2 separate regions of the Sus scrofa genome follow, and region 2 is linked to region 1. The links are chromatin contacts, called in public Hi-C maps. All regions are on one chromosome and are shown on one strand. Each heading gives the region's core, a stretch centred on a gene start, on an enhancer-like site or on the middle of the called end of the contact. The rest is flanking DNA. Distances are from core to core; before and after follow the strand shown. Region 1 overlaps RNF150 (RING finger protein 150). Region 2 overlaps RNF150 (RING finger protein 150).

Region 1 (4,104 bases), core at 922-3,421:
TATATCTGCTATTAAGTAATGGCAATCAGGGGAGTTTAGACATTCCCTTGGAAAACTGATCCAATACAACATAGAGTCCACACAGGTTTTGCTGCACCTGTTCCATTCTTGACATTTTCCAGCCTCAGCTGATAACCTGGGAATCACCTGAGAGAGATGCACACTAGGGATGCCCACAGAGGTACTGATATATTTATGTTACGTTTTCAAGTGTATCTGTAGAAGATGTCTAAACAAAACCACATTTTAGTCTTTTCTTCAACCCATTTTTTACTAATACTGTTAACTGTATCAATATTGTTAAGAAGGAGAGAAAATGTTGGTTAGGATTTCACTGCCTGGTTGACCCTTCTCAAAAAACCTAGAATGGCCAAAAGACACAATGTAAGAAACCAGAAGGAAAAGCAGTAACTCGTAGTACATCAGATAACAACCCCCTGATCTTTCTTTTCCTAAAGGCCACAAACATTCAGCCTTTCAGCACAGCCACTCAGCCATACAGCCACCATCCACCTTCCCTGATAAGGCCAGGGAGGAGCTGGAGGCTGGCTGTTTTCCTATCAGGAGAGAAGTGGGATGACATCACGTTCACCCCCATCATTGGCCAGTTCCTAAGTGTTAGTGTTTATAGACCCAGTACATAAACCACCCTACAGCTGACCTGTCTCTCTGGCTCAGCTGGACATCAACCCAGGGGTTGCAAGGATAGGAGAGCCTGCTGATGATTCATGAGGAAGATTCTTTTAACTTTTACAAAGCCAGGGTGAATAAATGTATCTCAGACCAGGGAATGAATGGCACACTGTTTACTAAGTGATGGTCTTAAACAAAGAATAGAATAATAAAAGTAAAACTAAAACCCACAGATGATTAGAGTGGAGTTCTGGTGTTACATACTGCTTCCCACAAGGTATCATTAAACACCTGAGGTGCCCCGGTGGGGGCAGAGGGAGGGGGTGTCCTGGTTTCAGGTCCACCAGCTCTTCCTTCTTGTCCCCTGAGCCTCTGTCACTGATTCATTCACTTCTCCCATCTCAGATTTTTCAGAATGAAGATTCCAACGACACACACTCTTCATCTCACTGCCCCTCCGGTTTGGAGATGAAGGCACAGAGCCTTTCTTCCAGGCTCCACCCACTGGACTTATGTTGCTCCAGTGCTTCTGGATCTCCTTTGCTTGTCCACAAGAGAGAAAAGTGCTGGAGACCCTTCTGTAGAGACCCTTCTGTAGTGTAAACACACAGCCCTCTGCCTCTGATAAAATGTAAACGCCTCTGCACAATTGAGGGAACGTATTAGAGAGCTTCCTGGCTTTAGTTCAGGAAACTCTAGCCTCTGGGTTGGGAAGACTCTCCTTAACCTAGAAGCCCTTCTCTGCGAGCTTCTATTACCAAACATCTTGGCAGCGGCAACTATCCGCCTGTTCCATAACCGCCGGGAACAGGGGACATCATGCAGGGGCAGAAGGCTTGACACTGAGGGCATTTTTATAGTGCAGAGGGAAAACCACAGTGGATCAGTCGGGTAGTATCTAAGACCTCGGCTTTTAAATCTATGGTGACCTTTCACACGGGCGCACATGGATATGTAACGAAACACAGGTTTTGCTGAAACAACAGTTACCCATATTATGTGCAATAAATTGTAATGTTTCCTCTTCTGTTTCATTCTTAAGAGTGTTGATAACCCCCAAATTTACTATTTTTTAAATTATAGTTAGAAAAACTATATAAAAGGTTAATAAGACAAGAGGATATATTATTAAATTGATCTATTTATAGGACATCTCAGAAACCTGAGTGTGGAAGTTTTAGGTACCAAGTTCTTTTAGGTACTAGGTACTAGCCATCTTAGGTACTAGGATGATTCCCTTTACACAAAATTCCAAACACAAAGATTTAGGAACATCGGCTTAACTTCTACTAAAGGATAAGGCAGGAAGACTGCAGGGTGTAAAAGGAGTGTTTTACTTCGATTTTGAATAAACCCATAGTAACTGAACAAGGTTACACTGCAACAGGGAAATACTTTTGACAGAGGCAGTGTGTTCTGATCAGGGATTGTAAAGGGAAGCAAGAGGCGATGAGGTTTGGGGGCAGAGCAGGAAAGGCATGAAGGTCAAGTTTTCTTGGATGTGCACCTCGCCTAATTGGCTCACGTCTGAATCCCGAGGAGGATGTTGGCAGCTGCCACTCAGAGCACAAGAGAAACAGAGCCTTCTGAAATTCAGCTCAGAGGTCACCAGTGCAGATCCAAAAAAGGATTGCTCATCTTTATTACATGGGTTCTAAGCATAAGCACAGGAGCCATCTTCTCAACTGTTCACACCAACACCCTCCCCCAGGAAAATTCTCAGGGCAAGAAACCTTTGTCTTCTCTCTGTTCTGAATCATCTCCAATAAAGCTAATGGCAGTCAGGGATGAGTAGCAACTTGGAAGCAGAAGAGCTATGAAATGTTTCCATTCTTAAAGTTGGGGGGAGTGGAGTTAGAAGACTACAAGGTTCCAATGACTAGGTTTGACTGCTAGAGCCCTTTATCCATCACCAGCGGTACATCCAATCTTGTGCAAAACATTGCTTCCCCCTCTTGGAAACCTTCAACAAATGATACTCTGCATAATAACAAGACAATGACTTATGATTCCATTCAATGTCCCCAATCCAAATTGGCTGCAGATACGAGAGAGCCCAGATTGTCAACCTCTATTTGAAAAAAAAAAAAAAAAAAAGCAAGCAAGCAATGGTTGCTGAAATGCCAGTATTCACAATAGCATTAAGAATAATCATTCAAATAATGAAAATTCTGGAGTTCCCATCGTGGCTCGGGGGAAACGATTCTGACTAGCATCCATGAGGACGCAGGTTCGATACCTGGCCTTGTTCAGTGGGTTAAGGATCCAGCGTTGCTATGGCTATGGCGTAGGCCCGCGGCTACAGCTCCAATTGGACCCCTAGCCTGGGAAGCTCCATATGCCACAGGTGTGGCCCTAAAAAGACAAAAAAAAAATTGAAAATTCTATAAGTACAAGTTTATACCTTTGTGAGTTTGGGAAGGATGTCTAAGTTGAAATCATTCTAGTAGGGCCTAAACAGAAACTTGGGCATTTCCAGCACCATCATGTTAGTGCAAGTTCTTGCGCCTGATGAACACCAAGGCCAAACAAGCCACGAAACAGAGTCTGGAGCTGAGAAAGGTTTACTGTAGGGCCATGCAAGAAGACCGGTGGCTCATGCCCCAGAAAAGCCCGAACTCCCCGAACCCAAAAGTGTAAAGCCTTTAAAAGCCAAATGAGGGAGGGGGTTGCAAGGTATGTGATTGGCTTGTGCAGAGTGCTGTAACTGGTTAATGGTGAGGTAACAGGGTGGTGTGACGGGGGGTGACATGACCAGTTCTTAGGCTCCAGTAGGTCTGGGGCTACCCACTCATGGTCATCAAGTAGTTAATGTCTTCTATCGGGTGGTGGTTTAGCCTCTATAAAATGACTCAGGAAATGTGCATCAGATACTATTTTCTAGGTACTTCAGGGAGGAGTTATAGCAGAGGATATGGGAGAAGGGCCTGCCCTGGGAAGACCCCATAAGGTCTTGCTTGGTTGTAATAATAGGGATCTCTCTCTCCCTTTCTCCCCCTCTCTTTCTCTCTCTCTCTCTCACACACACCCACCCACACACCCACACCCTTACCCCTATACCTCTATATATTCCAATTGCAGTCTCCAGGCCTTATTTACCCCATCATGATTTGACATCCAAATAACTACTATGATGTCTATGCACTGTTCTCATTTATAACCCCAACCCTGTATGGCTATGGTTTAGAAGTTAAATTTCCAGTCTTCCGAATTCTATATATTCTATACAACCCAACCATTACAAATTTCTTTCCAGAGACTTAAAGACCAAGATTAGAAATGGCAGTACCAAATTCATACCCATACATGGGAAAAGGCATCTGAGAATGGTTTTTGAAAATTAAAGGATTTCTCCAATTGGCCAATTTGCCCATTATTTTTTTCCTTGGCTGACTCCAGAGAAAACTCCCAAATAAAAGGCCAGAATGTTAACTGGATAGGACTTTTGACATTATTTAGTCCACATATATC
Region 2 (3,898 bases), core at 634-3,133, 150 kb before region 1:
TGTGATAGGACTTTCTGCAGAATATTGTGCTAGGCACTGGGGTCCAAAGATGAATCAGACATGCCTCCTGCTGGTGATGTGTTTTAAATACTGAATTGGCAGGCTGATGGGAACATGCACCTCCATACTGTGTAGAACCTGAAAGCTCGGGCTGGGGGTAAAGCAGATTTCCTTTTTAATCTTGGCTGACTATTTTGAAATAACCCCTTAACCTCTCCGAGCCTTAGTTTCTTCATTTATAAAATGAGGATAATAATAGTACCCAATTGAACTTCTCATTAACAGTGTTCATCCAACATGATGGCTCTCCATCTTTCAGGCATAGGGGAAGATTACAAGCTGTCCTGGTGGTAGCTATGGCAATGTGACTAATCCTGGCCAAAAAACTATGAAGAGAAATAACAGATTTCATTTCAGGCGAAGGTACTTAATTACTGACCTGTCAATTAACAATGTTCAAGATGGAGATGGCGTTGTCAGCCGTCATGAGCAGACGTTCCTTGCTGATTCACACGTGATCGTAAAACATAAGGTGTCCTTACTGTATTAAGCCACTAAGAGTGGGGAAATTTTCTTGGTTGTTGTTGCTGCAGCAAAAGTAGTCTATCCTGACTAGTAAATACCTTATGGGGTTGTTGTAAGGATGAAATACTTGTTTATAAAGTACTTAGTTAGTGCTCAGTGGATAATAGTGACATTGACCTATTTTCGTGATGCTAGTACAACAGGCAAAGGGACACATCATAAACAGATACAAGTAAAAGTGCCATAGACTTCAAGGAGAGGAGCAGTTCCTTTGTGGGGAGGTTGGGAAACTAGGATGGGAAGGACCTGCAAGTGTGGAGACTGGAGGAAAGAAATCCAAGGAGAAGGAATTTCCATGAGAAAAAGAAACCATAATAGTGTCACTGGTATGAGAAACTCAGCTGGATTGAAAGCTAGACTATTTCAGAAACAGGAGCAGGAAATACAGTTGAAAAAAAAAATGGCTCCAAATCAGTGTTCTGAAAGCGCCTAGATGGGCGGAGCAGAAGGCGGTATGAAGCGAGGAACATAATCATAGACCCGAGCCAGACTTTCCCTCACTCCTTGCGATGATCGACTTTTCATCAAGTTCCTTCCTTCAGAGCCGTCTCCTCTTGCTCCATCTCTTGTATAGAAAGACCTTGCAGTGGTGACCGTGCAGTGCTGTGGGGCTGGTGAAGGAGACGCCAGCCTTTCCCCACCATAAACTCAACCTAACCAGCCCAGCACCTCTCGGTGGGAGGTGATCCCCCGCTCCTGGGCTTGGTCTGAAATGTTTGGAGCAATTTTGAGAAACTGCGTGTCTCTGATGTCCCCTATTTAGGTTATGTAAACATCATTTTTTTTTTTTTAAAGTAGAAAGAAGAAAAGTAAAGGGAAAAAAGAGCTGTCACACAGAACCAGTACTAACTACATCATTGCTGTTATAAACACAGTTTGTTTTGGCAAGCTGATACGCTATGCTGGCCGTTTTACCTGATGGAAGGAGGGGAAAAAAGAACGCAATAAAGTAAATTATTGTTCACCTCACTAGCACAAACACTGCCCTTCTGTGAAAGAGCCGGGTCTGTTTGCAGGCCCACGATAACAAGCTGGAATCACTGTGGGGAAAGCAAATTTCTTAAAGCTGGGATAGATTTGACCTGGATTACTTAGGGTTCTTAGACAGTTGGATCACAGTAAGGTGGGGGTTTCCGAGGCAGACTTTTAGCCAAAACCACAGCCCCAGAGAGATGAGCAAAGGGCAGAGCACTCACTGGGGCTGAGGTGTCAAATCCATAGCAGAGGTAGCTGTGTCTTGGAAAGGGTGCTGGCCCAGAAGTCAGAAAACCTAGCTGCGCTTTGGGCCCTGTGACCCCGAGTTAAGGTTTTCTCTTAGTTAAATAAAGGAGTGTTAACGGCCCCTGCCCTATCTGTAGTAGAGGCTGTTGGGAGATGAAAATTAGACATTACACATAAAGGAGCTTTGTTAACAGTTGAGTGCTTTTCAAAGTATTATAATAAATAGCCACTTATTTCACCCAGTAGTCCATAGGATTGGGGTTAAATAGCATTAAAGAAAAACCAACACCACTTGAAGAACGAAGGAGCTGCCTCAGATCCTCTGGCTACTAAACTCTGATTTTTTAGTGGCTAGAAGAAACTGATCCTTTGAGAATGCAAGTTTCGAGGGAACTGCAGAATCTTCTTATAACCTGTCTCATTCCTTCGGGTTCTGGTGGAGGGAATCTCTGTGCTTAAAACTTGACCCTGGTCTAATTATACTGTTGGGCTGTGGCAGCAAAGCTGGTTGGCTTTTGTCCCAAGTGTCTAGTTGATGACTATAACTGGGGATCAGGACATTTGAAGTCAGAATGCCATATTTAACAAGGTTATTACAGTTCAAGACTTCTTTCCTAAGGTGGCATTTGCTCTGTTGCAAATACAACAGAAGAGAACACATCATACATCATTGACCAATGCTGCCATCGCCTTTCATCTTTCCTTCCTTTAATCTCTATATTAAGAGATAGCTAATTTTTGGCAGTTGATCCACCAAAATCCAAAGAAATCAAAGAAAAATGATTAGAAAGCACCATCAGCAAACTCTGAACTTACATTTTATGTATATTTGACTAATGTAAAAAGTTAACTTTTTTTTTTTTTTAAGTCCACAGCATTGGGTTTTTTCTTTTTCTTTTTTTTCTTTTTTTTTTTTTTTTTTTTTTTGGTACTGTGAAATTTTCTTACTTTCTTTTATTTTATTTTTTAGGGCTGTTCCCTCAGCATATGGCTATTCCCAGGCTAGGGGTCAAACTGGCACTACAGTTGCTGGCCTACACCACAGCCACAGCAACAGGATTTCTGAGCCGTGTCTGCGACCTACACCACACCTCATGGCAACACCAGATCCTCAACCCACTGAGAGAGACCAGGCATCGAACCTGCAATCTCATGGATACTAGTCAGGTTCGTTACTCCTAAGCCACAATGGGAACTCCCTCTTTCATTATTTTAAATGAAGGTTTAACACACAGTAACATGCATAAACCCTTAGCTGGCTGATTTCTTAAGGATGCATATATTTATGTGCACACTACCCAGATGAATATGCACATTGTTTCTCGCACCCCAGAGAGCTCTCTCCAACTCTGGACCAGGCAGCACCAACCTCTTGCCATGAATCCATCGTTACGACTGCTGTCACCACAGATTAGCTTTGCTTGTGACTGATTTTCATATAAATGGAATCATAAAGTATCTATTCTGTTTGTGCAGCTTCTTTGGTTCAATGTAATGTTTTCAGATTCATCTATGCTTTGATGTATATGGATTACTTGTTTCTTTTCATTGCTGACTGGTATTCCACTGTATGAATGTATCCCAACTGATAGATTTTTCTATTGTTAGACATGGGGGTTATTTTCATTTTTTGGCTATTACAAAGGAATGTGCTATGATGACCCTTCTTGTACAAGTTTTTCTGTGAATGTATGCATTCATTTTCCTTGGGTGTATATCCAAGAGTGAAATTGCTGGGTTAGAAGATGCTTAACTTCAGTAGAAGCTGACAAGTTTCCAAAGTAGTTGTGCCCTTTTAAACTCCCACCACACCATAGAACTTTTAATTTGGCAGAGTATGTAAAATTATATTCCTGAAAGAATGAGTTTTTTAAATAATGCTTTTCATCAATAATGACTATTGAGTGGGAAGTTTACACCAACTTAAATTTGAAAAATGTAGTTAATGGCTCAGCTGTTGTATTTATTTATGGTAAAGAAAGATTAAAGAAAAGGAGAGAAAAATAAAAATTCATAAATTGTATAACTTTTTTTCTATTAACCCCAAAGCATCATAAAAACAAAAAATACTTATGTGAAAAAAACACCCTTT

Evidence for each region. A called contact is a pair of places that touch in the nucleus more often than the background predicts.
Region 2: a Hi-C map of skeletal muscle shows a contact between it and region 1, with 5 times the contacts expected there. The contact joins two enhancer-like sites. A contact is called at or near these places in 2 of 47 Hi-C or Micro-C datasets (embryonic fibroblasts and skeletal muscle) and 1 of 2 datasets of contacts at active chromatin or transcription factors (skeletal muscle).

The regions. Positions count from the first base shown.
Region 1 is chr8:86,109,223-86,113,326 of Sscrofa11.1, reverse strand. The region is part of intron 1 of RNF150 (RING finger protein 150); the gene reads right to left. Among named protein-coding and RNA genes, the nearest start is that of RNF150, 23 kb to the right of the region's middle. Within about 2 kb of position 2,171, at least 8 of the 83 cell types and tissues checked have an H3K27ac peak or open chromatin away from gene starts, as enhancers often do. A contact at or near this core is called in skeletal muscle, where this site is marked.
Region 2 is chr8:86,259,161-86,263,058 of Sscrofa11.1, reverse strand. All of the region lies in intron 5 of RNF150 (RING finger protein 150), which reads right to left. Among named protein-coding and RNA genes, the nearest start is that of TBC1D9, 140 kb to the left of the region's middle. Within about 2 kb of position 1,883, at least 10 of the 83 cell types and tissues checked have an H3K27ac peak or open chromatin away from gene starts, as enhancers often do. A contact at or near this core is called in skeletal muscle, where this site is marked.